2 separate regions of the Aedes albopictus genome follow, and region 2 is linked to region 1. A link is a contact called in public Hi-C data. All regions are on one chromosome and are shown on one strand. The core of a region is the stretch at or near the end of the contact, and the rest is flanking DNA. Distances in the headings are between cores, read along the strand shown. Region 1 holds the start of LOC109421920 (TATA-box-binding protein). Region 2 holds the start of LOC109421918 (proteasome-associated protein ECM29 homolog).

The links. A called contact is a pair of places that touch in the nucleus more often than the background predicts.
Region 2: a Hi-C map of whole body shows a contact between it and region 1, with 3 times the contacts expected there. The contact joins the promoter of LOC109421918 here to the promoter of LOC109421920 in region 1. A contact is called at or near these places in 2 of 3 Hi-C or Micro-C datasets (whole body and whole pupa).

Annotation. Positions count from the first base shown.
Region 1 is chr3:345,744,769-345,752,020 of AalbF5, forward strand. LOC109421920 (TATA-box-binding protein) reads right to left here and starts at 5,393. Exons shown (of 4, transcript XM_019696500.3): 1 at 5,260-5,393; 2 at 4,810-5,183; 3 at 4,308-4,739; 4 at 3,650-4,245. The coding sequence starts at 5,061. The coding sequence ends at 3,970. LOC109421921 (protein preli-like) reads left to right here. Exons shown (of 5, transcript XR_009998505.1): 5 at 3,896-4,013.
Region 2 is chr3:346,117,950-346,125,221 of AalbF5, forward strand. LOC109421918 (proteasome-associated protein ECM29 homolog) reads left to right here and starts at 4,511. Exons shown (of 10, transcript XM_019696498.3): 1 at 4,511-4,682; 2 at 4,808-5,052; 3 at 5,116-5,234; 4 at 5,296-5,679; 5 at 5,813-6,076; 6 at 6,139-7,272. The coding sequence starts at 4,655.

The sequences.
Region 1 (7,252 bases), core at 4,143-6,642:
GAAACTGTCCATTTTTCTTGGGGACGCAGTGCAGAGGGCTCGCCCAGGAACTGTCTGACTGCCTGCATATTCCCAAGTCTATCATTGTTTGGAATTCCGCCTTCGCCGCTCGCACTTTATCCGGATGCATCCTTCTAACTTTACAGGCTACCGGTGGACCTCTTGTTACGATGTGATGTGTCACGTTGTGCGTAATCCGGCATTGCTGCAGGGAAGAGGGCACAGTGATCTCTCGAAACTCATTGAGTAACTCCCGAAACGGATGATTATCTTCAATCGATGTTATTCCGTGAACTTCAGCTGTCATCATACTGCCGCTGGAATGCAGCCGTGTAACACTATCTATCAACGACTTGTTTTTCAGATCAATGATCAAGCCGTGGTTTGCCAAAAAATCTGCACCGAGTATAGCCATACTCACATCCGCCACCACGAAACTCCACGTGTATCTCCGCCGAAGTCCCAAATCCATGGAGTGAATCTTCCTGCCGTATGTTTTTATGGTTGAGCCGTTTGCTGCATGTAGTACAAGGGGGATTTCGCCAGTCGTACGATCGATTCTGCTCGCTGGTACAATGGAAACGTCCGATCCGGAGTCGACCAGGAACCGTCTCTGAGAAGTTTTGTCGAAGATGACTAGACGACGGCTAGCCGGAAGGCCACCCACCTCCGCCGTATGAGGTGGGTCCTGCGCTAGTTTTTTGAAGAAAACGAACACGGTTCTCGGCATTGGTGGGCGTTACTTCCATATTGCCGGTGGTACCAGCAGACTCCACCACTCGAAGCTCTTGTCGAAGATCTCGAAGCTGATCGACTTCGTTGACGCGGTGGTTGCACCTTCATGCGTTTGATTTCAGCTGTGAGGATCGCAATTTGGTTTTTCAACTCGTCCATCGTGTCGACTGGTTGATTTACGCTGGCGACATGCGACGGACCGCAGTCGGTCATTTTGTCTGCCATTTCTGCCAACTTCGTGATAGTACCGTCGCTGATGGATAGAATACCTCTGATGTGCGGTGGCAGCCGCTGAAGGAAAAACATCTTCAGCAAATTTTCGTCCACAGCCAACCCGACAGACAGCTCTTGCATTTTAGCGAGTAAATGCGTAGGGCGAAGGTCCCCCAAATCATGGGATCCCAGTAGTCTCTCCAGTTTTGCCTGCGGAGAAAGCGCAAACCGGGCAATTAATCGCTCCTTCACTGCCTTGTATTTATCCGCTGCCGGTGGCTGGGCCACCAGATCCGCTATGTGACAGATAACGGTTTGATCGATTTTGGCTACAATATGATAAAACCGCGTCTCATCTTTTGTCACATTTGCCAGCGCAAACTGTGCTTCAGCTTGCGCGAACCACATATCTGGATCGTTCTTCCAGAAATCTGGTAGTTTAACGGCGACGGTAGCCGTAACCCGATCGACTTGTTGGTCGGCCAACATGGCGACGTTGGCGTTTTCTGTCGTATTTACGAAACACTTTCGCGAAACACCGAAACGTAGCGAACCGACGACCGTAAACGAAACTCGCTCGACGGGGTCACCAATGTAGCGGATCGGATACCGAAATAAACGTTTTATGTATATTTATTTCACGGAAACTTTTATTCTTTAGTTTTACAGTTTTCTGTTCGATACCGCACTCGTCGCGATTGAATTAACTGATGTCTGCCGACTCGGTTTTCTCTCCACTCGTCGTCGTCGTCTCTCGTTCTCCACGGATGCATATAGGGGTGTGCATCCACAGTATTTTTTTCACACATTGACATAAAAATTCGTAATTTTTATTGTTGTTTTTGGAAGTACCGTGGAGGGCCCATATTCTGCGCACCTAAGACTTTTTCAATTTCAATCAGCTGTAACAAAATCCAAATCAAACCGATTCGGCTGAATTTTTGACTGCACATAGTTATTAGCTTTGTAAATAAGGGAAAAATATAATTCGCATACAAAACAATCAATTTATATGTAAAATAATGAAAATTCTACAGTGTGTCTTTGTTCCTAATTCTGCGCACCCTTTTTTGGAATGTTCCTTATTCTGCGCACTAATGTTCCTAATTCTGCGCACATGGGAAAAACTCTGAAAAGACAACTTATTGTAATGAGAACATGATTCATAGATGAAATTCAATTGAATTCTTCATTTTCAACTTTTATACGACATTACGACCATATTGGGACTTTGCATGTCCCCAACATTGATACTACCTACTTTGAGCACTAAGCAAAGGGAATTTCAATCATAATACACAAAAGGATTTTGTAGCATTAGCATTATAGAATACTACTACGTAAAGCTTTTTAGTTATCCGCATATGCACATATTAGTAAAATTTACTTTAATTTCTAAAGGTAATATAAACTTTTCCGTCATGACAAGGTGGCACAATCTTTGTTTGCAAACTGAGACTTCTTTCTTGTCTAACTCCAGCGTTTCCACTGTTTAAGAAAATTCCATGTAAACTCACATCAAAGATCGCATTTGACGAATGCTTGCATGAATACATAAAATTTCCCCCGAGGTTGATAGCAAATGTTTAAAACAAGTGGTTAGTCCGGTCGAACTATCAGATCAAAAGTGGAATCGTAAATTAGTCTTCGAAGTTTATAAACTAACTTGTTGAGACGTAATTACATTCACTGGATTGCTAGAAACATAGAATATCCTAGTTATAACTATGTTGACATTTATATGATGTTTGTTTATCAATTATATGTTCAAAACTTAGTGTTGAAATATCTGCGCAGAATTAGGACCACTATTTAATACCGGTTCCTAATTCTGCGCACCTAAGAAGAACAAGAAAATTAAGAAAAGAAGAAGAAAACTCAATTGTTTTTTGCCGATTCTGATTCCTCGAAGACAGCTGTACAGTATGCGCATGGAAAAGTAGACATTCTCTTCATTATTTATGTCGCAAAATGCTTCAGCTCATGAGGCAACTTTTTAGCAGCTTCGCTAACGGACACAGATTTCAGGCAATTTCCAGCACTTGCAACATCATTTTATTTTTTTACAAAATATTGGTCGTTGATTTGAAAAATTTTTCTTCACAAACTTTTTCATTACTATTGAAACAATATTCAAAAAATATATTTGAAGCTAATATTGAACTAGCGTCCCTGATTTTGTGGTATATTCGAGAAAGTGCGCCGAATTAGGGACTGCGCAGAATTAGGACCGGTCACGGTATATTGTGAGGCAAGTACAATGATACACTATGCCCAGGGAGTCGAGAAAATTTTCTCGACTGGAACGGGAATCGAACCCGCCGTCTCCGGATTGGCGATCCATAGCCTTAACCACTAGGCTAACTGGAGACCTGACAAGAACCTAACAGACTATACATAGATAGACCGGATAGACCTTACTACAAAATCAAATGTTCGCACATTCTGTCATAACCTTCCGTGTCAGTTAACAGCAGTGTCAAAAGAAATATGTTCTGCCCTATCGAAGGCCTAGTTTTGAAGTATCAATGCTATTCAGCTGCCGACTAGTAGTCTTTAAAAAATGAAAACAAAAAATAATACCTTCCTAGTTATGTCGAAAACGAACTCACATCAAAATCGCTGCCTAAGTGATCCTACTCCTCTTATTCTAACTATGTATCGAGTCAATTGAATATTGATGTCATCAAAAAATAATAGGTTTCCTTTACTAATTCATAAGTAAATCTATTACCGAATTTATTGGCTTAAAGTTACAATCCTGCTCAGGGGAAACCGTTTCATGTTTGGTAAAAAATGATATCGTCTCGTTATCGCGTCGCAACATTCTGAAAACGTTGCAAATTTTTTTTACATAAGTCTTGATTTATTTTGAAAATTTGCCTAATCAATGGCAATTCAGCAATTAACAACTGCTATACATTTGCATGAACATTATTACTTTCAGAAGTCAAAAAACAAACAACTCAGGAAACTAAATGAAGTATCGTTGAAGATGTGCAATGAAGAAGCTCCCCCGAGTTATTGCTTCTTGAAACTCTTCAAAATTGGATAAATGTTATCGAACGCATCGTAGATCTCCTGCCGCACCTTTGCTCCCGTTAGTACCACCTTTCCGGACACGAATATAAGCAGCACAATTCTGGGCTTCACCATACGGTAGATCAATCCGGGGAACAGCTCTGGCTCGTAGGAGCTGAACTTACCGTGTGTTAGCACCAAACCTTCCAATCGGATGGGAAACCGCACATCGCAGCTGCCCACCATGTTTTGTACTTTGAAGTCCAGGAATTTGGCCTGAAATCGAAAAAACGAGTCAAAAAGGCTCCAATCACTCAAGTAAAAACCAACACACTTACCGTAAATCCAAGTTTCTGAATAATTCGCGCATACTTGCGCGCCGCCAGCCGAGAGTCCTCCTCGCTCTTCGCCCCGGTGCACACCATCTTCCCGCTGGAAAAAATCAGTGCCGTGGTTCGCGGTTCTCGGATTCGCATGATAACGGCGGCGAAACGTTTCGGGTTGTACTCGGCATTACGGGCGTGCAGGGCAATTTTCTTTAGATCCAGCCTACAGCTGAGATTCACCGTCGAAACAATGTTCTGCAACTGCGGTAGGATTGCCGGTTCGCTCGGGGTCATCGGAGTCATTGGCGTGGCGGGACCCATCGTTTGGTGAATGTTAACACTGCCGATGTTGTCCGGATCCCGCACGCTGCCTCCGCTGTTGTGCACCGGTGTGGCCGAAGCTTTGCTCTCCGTCATGGGCACCATCGGGGACATGAGGCTTTGCTGTTTGGGAGGGAGATCATAAAATATAGAATTATTGGTGACATTCGTTAGAAGAACATAATCATCTTACCGGTGTCTGTGGTTGGATCATGCTCTGGGGCGCAGCGAAACTGGGCGCGTACGTGTGCATACTTTTGCCGGGTGTGTTCATTCCGGAGGGCAGCCCGTACGCACTGAGCCCGCCCATCGGAGTCATGTGAGGCATCGATTGTTGCTGCTGTTGGTAGGCATGCGGAAGAATTTGCTGGTCCTCTTCCGGTTGGTGCAACGGCGTCCCAATACTCGGGATCGAAAATCCCGGACTGAGCTGCATCTGATCCATGATGGCTGTGGCTTGTTGTTTACGGGTTCCGCCACGGAAGTCGACTCGTTTGCGCCGTTTTCAGCGCTTGGCAATACACTTTTCGATTATCAACAAAAGCTAGTCAAAAGATTCTAGGTTACCTGAATATAAAAGTGAGAAAAATCTTTGAAATTTCCGTAAAATTCACAGAAAAAACGCGGAAAACTTGAAACTCACCCAAAAATTTGCAGGAAAGCTTCGCTTTATTTTGATACTTTTGACGTTTGTGCGACTTTACGTGACTGCGGATGTGTGCGTGTGTTGGCGACCCCTTCGAGCAGAGGCGCAGCTGATGTCACATAGTGATGGGGGCAAAGCAAAACCGCAGATTTATTATAGGGTAACCAATATAATTTGGACCCCCATATATTTTAGACCCCCTGGGTCGTATTATCATAACTTTCACAAATTTAATGAAGAGATGACGAAAATTTTTAGAATCATTCGCTAAATTAAACTGTTCTGCGCGAACGGCAAGCATTTCCTCACTGGAAATATCATGATTTGCCTTGAAATTGATTTTCGTTAATCTCGTCACCCGTGCGAGCGTCGCGGTATGTTTACCAAAAGAGAATGTGGTGCTGGGGAAACTTGCAGATGTAAACAAAAACGTTTTTCAATCTCACTCAGAAAATAATCTAAACTATTTAGTATAAATCCCACACTAAATCCATTTTGCCTGGTTGACCCCAGAGTCCGTTTATATGCTGGATATACTGGCTAAGTATAACTTGAATATACCCGTATTCTAGTATAACCACGGTATACCGTGGATAGTTTAACCGTAATTTAGTTAAAAATGATTAGGATTTGTTTTGTTTTGTTTTTTTTTTTACATTGAAAATAATTTCGACAAAATGAAACGAGCAAAAGTTTTATTTAGTAAAATCTGCAGTAAAACACAAACGCATCAAATTAGGGCTCCCATCTGCACGACATTGAAAATCAGGACATTTTATGTATTTTCCCAAAAATGCGCTAAACTCATCGGATTTGTTAAGAAATTTTCGCCAAAATATGTTCAAAATCAGGACATGTCCTGCTAAATCAGGACAGATGGTAACCCTACATCAAATCATTAGCACCTCTCCTCTTTCTGGCCTTTTAACATCATTTCTGACTGAATCTGTTCCCGGCGACGGCGGCATTCGGTAACTTGGGCTCTTTCGGGAACTATGGTGGCGTTGTCCGATTACACAGTGCCCACGGTAGTACCTATAAAAATCCTTAATTTGTTAGTAAACGAGCACCGGCCGATAATACTTAAAACAGTAACTTACATTTTTATGGACATCCAGCCTCGCATCTAGCACCCCGAATAAAAAATACAGTAGAAAAACCGAACGTTGTATTGTAACAGTACTATTTAAAACCATATTTTTACAATAGACACCACTGTAAAAATAAAAATACAAAAAACAATAAAATGTAATATAGAACCCAATACAGTAAATTGTAAATAAGATTTTTACAATATACTATACGGGTGGTTAAGTATCGTAACAATATAAAAACATATTTTTCTTCATATATATTTTTTTGCAAAACCATACATTATATTGTAAATGAATTGTTATAAATACTGATACGTGGGTTTTAATAAACCGTACATTGTATGGTACACATATGGTTTCAAACAATAAAATGTACCGTAAATATATTGTTTTCAATTGTAGTTTCACTACTGGTTATACATTTAATTAAATGGTTTTGGAATGGTTCTCTTTTGTTATCCCAACTAACAATCACTCATTTAACAGGCACCATTATGACGAATTAATTCAGCATAATGTTGAATAACATTTGAATTATTTTCACGTACAACCTATATTCGGGTTTTGTTCACACAAATTTGGAGAAGTTGTAAAGCATCATGTTGTGCACCAACTTAATTTTTTGTTGTTCAAAGCGTTTTACAAATGTACAAGAAAGTTGTTATTCAGCTTTGGCAAAAATGACTGAAAATAAATAAAAGACAAAAATGTTGACCTCTCACGACAGTAATTATTTGCTCTCATGTTGAGAACACCTATTATGAAATAAGAATTACATATAAAATTACCTAAATCCGGATTAGATCTCGAGACCTGTCGATTGCCAGCCGCATACCTTCCTATCTGCGCCATCCTAGAGATGGTGAGATGCAACACCCAAAGCTAAACATAATCTT
Region 2 (7,272 bases), core at 3,261-5,760, 370 kb after region 1:
TTAGCACCATAAGCGTAACTAAGTCATAGGTCTAGAAGGTACAGGGCCATGTCAATATATTTTTTTATACTCCAGAACTACTCCCAAGATACTTGCCTGAATCTCGTGATTCTGGAGGGGGGCAGGCCCTCTGGCCACCCCCTATTTACGCGAATGGTTTGCGTCCAGGTATTCAGGAAGACCTTGCTCAGGTTTTAAGGGGTCGATTCCCGGTCAGTCCAAGAACTTTTTGGAATGGAAATTTCCTGCACTTCCTTGGGTATAGAGTATAGACATACGATATACACATGCAAAATGGTCACTGGCAGAGGAAGCCCTTCCAGATAACTCTGGAAGTCCTCATAGAACACAAAGCTAAGAGGCTTTGTGATACACCTGGAGTTCTCAGGAGGGTTTCAGAGCAAAGTCAAGGCGTTTCAAAGCAATGTAGGGAAGGGGGGGGGGGGTGTTTTGGTTCTCAGGGGGTCTCAGGAGCGCTTACTGGGGGTCTCGGTGGGTTTCAAAAGGATTTCAAAGGAGTTTCAAAGCGTTTTCAAACATCTCAAAGCGTTTCAGTGGGTTTCTAAAGATTTCTGGCGACTTAAAGGGGTTTCTGGAGATTCACCACAGTTTCAGGGGGTTTTAAAGGGGCTTCAAGGCGTTTTAGGGAGATTTATGGGGTTTCAAGAAAGCTTAAGAGAAGTTCACGGGGGTCTTCTATACTATAGGGGTTTCCTCGATGGTTTCTAGGAATTCAAGCCGTTTAAGTGGGTTTTAAGAGGGTTCCAGGGTCTTTCAGAGGGCTTCAAGGGGTTCGCGGGGGTCTAAGTGGGTTATAGGAGGGTTTCAAGACGTTTTGAGGAATTTCAAGGGTATTCAAAGGATTTGAGTTTGAGAGAAGTTTACATTGCATTCAGGGGTTTCTGTAGAGTTTCAGATGGATTTTTAAAAAGTTCCAAGATGTGATTTCTGAAGATTTATGGAAGTTTTAAGGGGGTTTCAAGGAGTTTGAAAGATATTCAGGGGGTTATATATAGTCTTAGGAGCTCCAGGAGCTTAGAAGAAGTTTCCATAAGTTTCAAGGCGTTTCAAGGAGTTTAGGGCGGAAGCTTTAGAGGAGCTTAAAGCGGTTTTAGGGAGAAGTTGATAAAACACATATGAGCCTATGTAAGTAAAAACCTTACTTATAATACTGCAAGAGATCACTAATTGCGCATATAGATTCAATGAATCCATTTAAGGGAATTATTAAAGACTCTAACAGTCATGAAACTTGACGGAACATAATTGCATGAAGCTGGGTGTGAGCATGAGTCGTAGGACTTTGAATGAACATTAACTTTGTTTAATAATTACATTTATTTTTATCCATTTCCACATACTCACGATAGGTTCCTAAAGCCCTATCTAGATTTTTAGTTTAAACCATAACATATGGTCCAAGAGTATATATTTACTCATATTTGAAGTTATTATTTTTCGTGATTAAAAATATAATTTTTATATCTTTTGTCCATCTCCTAGCTTATAATGCATACTTTGAGTGATTGTTTCTCAGCGTGTATGTCAGATAAAAACATTTTGGAATCCCCAGTAAGAAAAATGTCGAAACCCATCACGTCAAAGTTGACCTCAAATGCCAAACTAAAACTGTTTACCATTTTACTTATTTCAAAGTTTCTTACTATTCTTTCATTTTTCGAGCTTGGGAAAAGTACAGTTTCGATTCCCGACCAGAAGCACCTAACAAGATAATAAAAAAATTATAACAACCGTTGTTAGAAATAACAGAAGTTGATATAATTTTGTTATAAGGATTATGAATAATCATAACAAAATGGTATCAAAATTTGTTATTATTTTAGAAACAAAATTATAACAAAATTTGTTTTACTTATTCAAACAGATGTATAACAACATTTGTTATGTTATGCATTATAATATTATTGCCTCTAACATAATTTGGTAACACGTTTATTGCAATCTTTGTAAATTTTTGGTAACGAAGTTATTAGTTAGAATTTGTAACATTTTTTGTATTGTTCCGAAAAAGATTGATAATTTGTGTTATTTTAGTCACATGAACCAAGAAATTGATAACAAAATTTGTAACAAATTTGTTCTGAAATATATAACAGAACTTGTTATAGTTTCGTTATGATTTCGCATGTTAAGTCTAAAAAAAATTGATATAATCTTGTTATGATTATATCTCAACTTGTTATATTTTTGTTTGAATTGGAACGAGTTTTGTTAGATTTTTTGTTTTTTTTTTTATAACAACCGGTGCGGTGGTACAAAAATCATTATAACAAAATATCACAACCTGTAACAATTTTGTTTTTCCCCTCTAGTCGGTTTAGAATACCATGCTTGATCGTACTATTTAATGAAAACGGGATTTCGTTTTTAATTTTAAGAGCCTATTGATGAACTGGCAACACTGTCACCAATTTTGCATCGCAAAATGTCGTGGAATTTCACTGCTCTTGAACGGGAAGCTCAGTTGCTTCCACACGAGTATGAAAGTTAGTTGGTTCACCTCGTAAAGGTGCATTTTAAACCAGCTTTCCCTAGTAGCTCATATGCTCCTGGGGAGCGATCAGTTTCAAAATATGCGGAGCAGCTAGATTTTTTGCTCTCTTTTCTGTTTTGCCTCCCATGCCATGCGGCATTTAGGTTATAGAACTATAGCCTAGCCGAGCCGGCAGCGAACGGCAATGAAGTGATAATTGTATTTGCGAGAATCCTTGCAAGTATGGTAATGGGAGCAGGGAGGGTATAGTTCCGGCGACCAAGTGCACCAAGCAGGACCATGAGTAGTGGGGCAGAACGGAACAGACTTTGTGGCGTGCCGTTTGTTATGTTAATTTTATTAACGCTACTACATACGTACTACTGTGTATCGTTGGAATTGGAACAATGCTTTTCATGATGTTCGCTCACGACGTAATTGAAGCTGTTAGGAACGTTTATTGATGAAATCAGGCTGGAAATATATATATATATATATATATATATATATATATATAGTAGGGTTCAGTTTGTTAGATAGATAGATAGATAGATAGATAGATAGATAGATAGATAGATAGATAGATAGATAGATAGATAGATAGATAGATAGATAGATAGATAGATAGATAGATAGATAGATAGATAGATAGATAGATAGATAGATAGATAGATAGATAGATAGATAGATAGATAGATAGATAGATAGATAGATAGATAGATAGATAGATAGATAGATAGATAGATAGATAGATAGATAGATAGATAGATAGATAGATAGATAGATAGATAGATAGATAGATAGATAGATAGATAGATAGATAGATAGATAGATAGATAGATAGATAGATAGATAGATAGATAGATAGATAGATAGATAGATAGATAGATAGATAGATAGATAGATAGATAGATAGATAGATAGATAGATAGATAGATAGATAGATAGATAGATAGATAGATAGATAGATAGATAGATAGATAGATAGATAGATAGATAGATAGATAGATAGATAGATAGATAGATAGATAGATAGATAGATAGATAGATAGATAGATAGATAGATAGATAGATAGATAGATAGATAGATAGATAGATAGATAGATAGATAGATAGATAGATAGATAGATAGATAGATAGATAGATAGATAGATAGATAGATAGATAGATAGATAGATAGATAGATAGATAGATAGATAGATAGATAGATAGATAGATAGATAGATAGATAGATAGATAGATAGATAGATAGATAGATAGATAGATAGATAGATAGATAGATAGATAGATAGATAGATAGATAGATAGATAGATAGATAGATAGATAGATAGATAGATAGATAGATAGATAGATAGATAGATAGATAGATAGATAGATAGATAGATAGATAGATAGATAGATAGATAGATAGATAGATAGATAGATAGATAGATAGATAGATAGATAGATAGATAGATAGATAGATAGATAGATAGATAGATAGATAGATAGATAGATAGATAGATAGATAGATAGATAGATAGATAGATAGATAGATAGATAGATAGATAGATAGATAGATAGATAGATAGATAGATAGATATAAAATATAGCGCATTTGGTTCACCATTGGACTATCGCACTAGTTTTCACGAGTGCGAAAACGCTAATAAAAGTGCGCGATTGCATCAAATCAACTGGGTGTCTTCAGAGCTCTTGTTCACCATAGATTGAAGAAATAGTGCGCCGAAGACATCAACCTGATTTGATGCAAACGCGCACTATTATTTACGTTTTCGCACTTATGAAGTCGCAGTTCGCAGTCCAGTGGTGAACTAAATGCGGTATATTAGATTTCTCTTCACTACGAGCACGAGCTTCATCCTGGTTGAAAACCGTTTCAACAGCGAAAACAAGTGCGAAACGGTAAAGCCGATTGCCTGCGAATCATCCCTCGTCGGTTTGTTGATGCTCCACAGCGGTGCTCCTTCCTTTTCGGTGACGCCCTGACGCCCATGCTGCGCTTGCATCTGACGTTTTGACGTTTATCGTTGTGCAAAAAGGAAAACAAAATATTTTCCGCGAGAGTTTTGCAAAGTTTAGTGCACATTTTTAACGTTTTTCGTGAAAATTTGACTGAATTTACTGTGAAAATAGTTGGAAACAGTAGTTGAACAACAATGGGATCCAATCCGCAAGAAGAATTAGGTAGGGCGTTCGATTTTCGAGAAAATTATTGACTTTAAATTTCCAGACACTCCAATGACACGGCATTTTGTTTTTGCTGTTCCTTTTTGGTCATTGTGTGCTTATAAATAATTCACATCCCACAGAACTGCTGGAACGTGTCCTGCTGCGGCTCGGCTGTGCCGACACGGACGAACAGCTGCAGAACACGGTAACGAAGTTCCTGACGCCGGTCCTGATCAAGATCACGTCCCAGTCGGAGGCGGTCCGCAAGAAGGTGATGGAAATCCTGACGCACATCAACAAGCGGCTGAAGTCGCGCAACCAGATCCAGCTGCCGCTGGGGCCGCTGTTGCAGCAGTACCAGCAATCCAGTTCGACGTTTTTGATTGTAATGGGATTCCCAGCATAATTAGGATTAGATTTTGTTTTTATTTAAAGTTTTTCTTTTTAGAATTTCGCAATCATCTACGTGACGATGGGCTTCCCTCGGCTGACCATAGAAGAACAGACGGAAATGGCTCCCCAGCTAATGAACTGCCTGGAGGGAAAACCGGAACCTCATCAGGATAAGTAATGTCACCAACCGACTGAATATATTTCCTTTCTGAAAGTAACAACCTCCCCGTTCTAGAATCCTAATGTTGGTCCTCCCGCTGTTGGGTGAGATAAAAATCCCGGAGAATCCGGAAAGTCGTTCGGAACTCCTGGGGCTCTCGGGGAAGCCCCACACCAAACAGCAGCTGTTGTCGATTCTGATGGACGTGTTGCTGTTGCCATACGGAACCACCCAGGACGGTGAGGTTCCACCGGGGATGAGTACCTACAGCTTCAAGCGGGTTACCACGGAGCAACTGAAGGCGGAAGAGTTGGAACAGCTGAAGAAGGGAATCGTGCGGTTCCTGTGCGGAGGGATTTTCCCGGAGACGGAAACGTTGGCTCATTTGATTGTGGCTTCGGCGGATACGCGGTTCTCGGTGGCCACCCCGGCCATTGGGGAGCTGAACAAGATTTGCTCGTGAGTAGCTCATGTGGGAATCATTTGGTATCAAATAACCGTGAAAAAGTTTCCTAAAATCTCGGTCAATATGCCTTGGAAACTCCTTTATAAGTGAAGAAAATAAGTCACTAATTTCTACCATTGTTTGCAGATCTCTCGACTGGACGGACCCAAAGCTGTCGGCACCGCTCTACATGCTGTTCTCGGGTAACGGGTCCAAAATACCCGACCGAAAGACCAGCCCCGTGAGCACCCGAGTCCGGCAGAAGTTGTTCCAACATTTGCTCAAATGTCGCGGCAATGGAATCATCACCGCCAAGGGGATCCAGGTCATCTTCGAGGCACTTTTCGGGGAGAACACCAATCAGAAGTGCAAGGTTCTGGCGCTGCAGTTTGCGGAGAAGTTGATTACCAAGTAGGTTTGGGGGGTTGATCGTGGGTGTGTTGATCTCGACTGATCAGTGTTTTTTTTATCAGCGGTCAACCGGAATTGATCAACAAGCTGTCCAAGGTGTTGCTGACCGGAATATCGAAGCTCATTGGAGCATCGTCGGAAGAGGTGACTGAGGTTCAAAATGCGGCGTACAACGCTTTGGCCCAGCTGGCTATCGTGTGTCCGACGACGGTCAATCAGGACGTGCAATTGGTGGCTTCCTATTTCGATCATCTTTCGCAAGGTCCTCCGGAGCTGCATTCTTCGATTCGGGAAGCCCTGGTGGCTGTTGCTCAGGCTTTCGACTGGCGGAAGCAGCCTAAGGGAGTGGCCGGTGACGCGGAGTTACCCAAGGGGGAGAATGATAAGGTTCTTACGGCAAATGGGAGGTTCATTCCAAATTCGAATCAAATTCTGCTCTTGGGATTGCTGGGTGAGAAGGCCGAATCCAAGTTGACGATTGTTCAGAACGTGGCGTCGGTGTTCTTGATGACCTGCTTTCCGGATTATTACGTCCCGTCGAGATATTTGCTGCTGATCATCTGTGGTGGCAGTGCCCAGCTGCGGGAGATGATGACGACCTACTTGTACGGGGTGTCGAAGAAAGATCACATCAACTACGGCTCGATCATGTCCGTTGAAGACTACGAAGGGGAATCGTCGGAACCGGAGTCGAAGAACCCGTTTTCCGCTACCAATGAGCCCAAGAAAATCGTTCTGCCCTGCTTTCGGGACATGGCTGAGTACGTTGCGATGAAGTCCGAGCGGAAGACCGCCACGATCATGGATCGTCCTGGGTACGGGAAGATCAAGCTGCCGTATAACTTCGACACCTACATCGAGGTACTGGATTACCTCAGGATTTGTCTGTTGTTTAATGCCGGAGTCAACACCCATCCCAACGATGACAAAGAACTAATCAAGCTGACAGGTTTCTTAAAACACTTTGTTGCTGAACCGGGTAATACTGAAGTGATTCTCAAATACAACGATCTGATCCGCAGGTTGATCATCGTCCGAAAGGGCATCACTGAACTTACCTGTCTGTACGATCTGGTCAACGGAATTCCGGAGGTCCTCGCTTCGGAAAACAAGGACCTTCTGGCCACCCTCAGTGCGTCACTCAAGGAAATCTCCGAACCCACTCGAGCCTTGATCGCCAAGGTCTACGGAGTCCT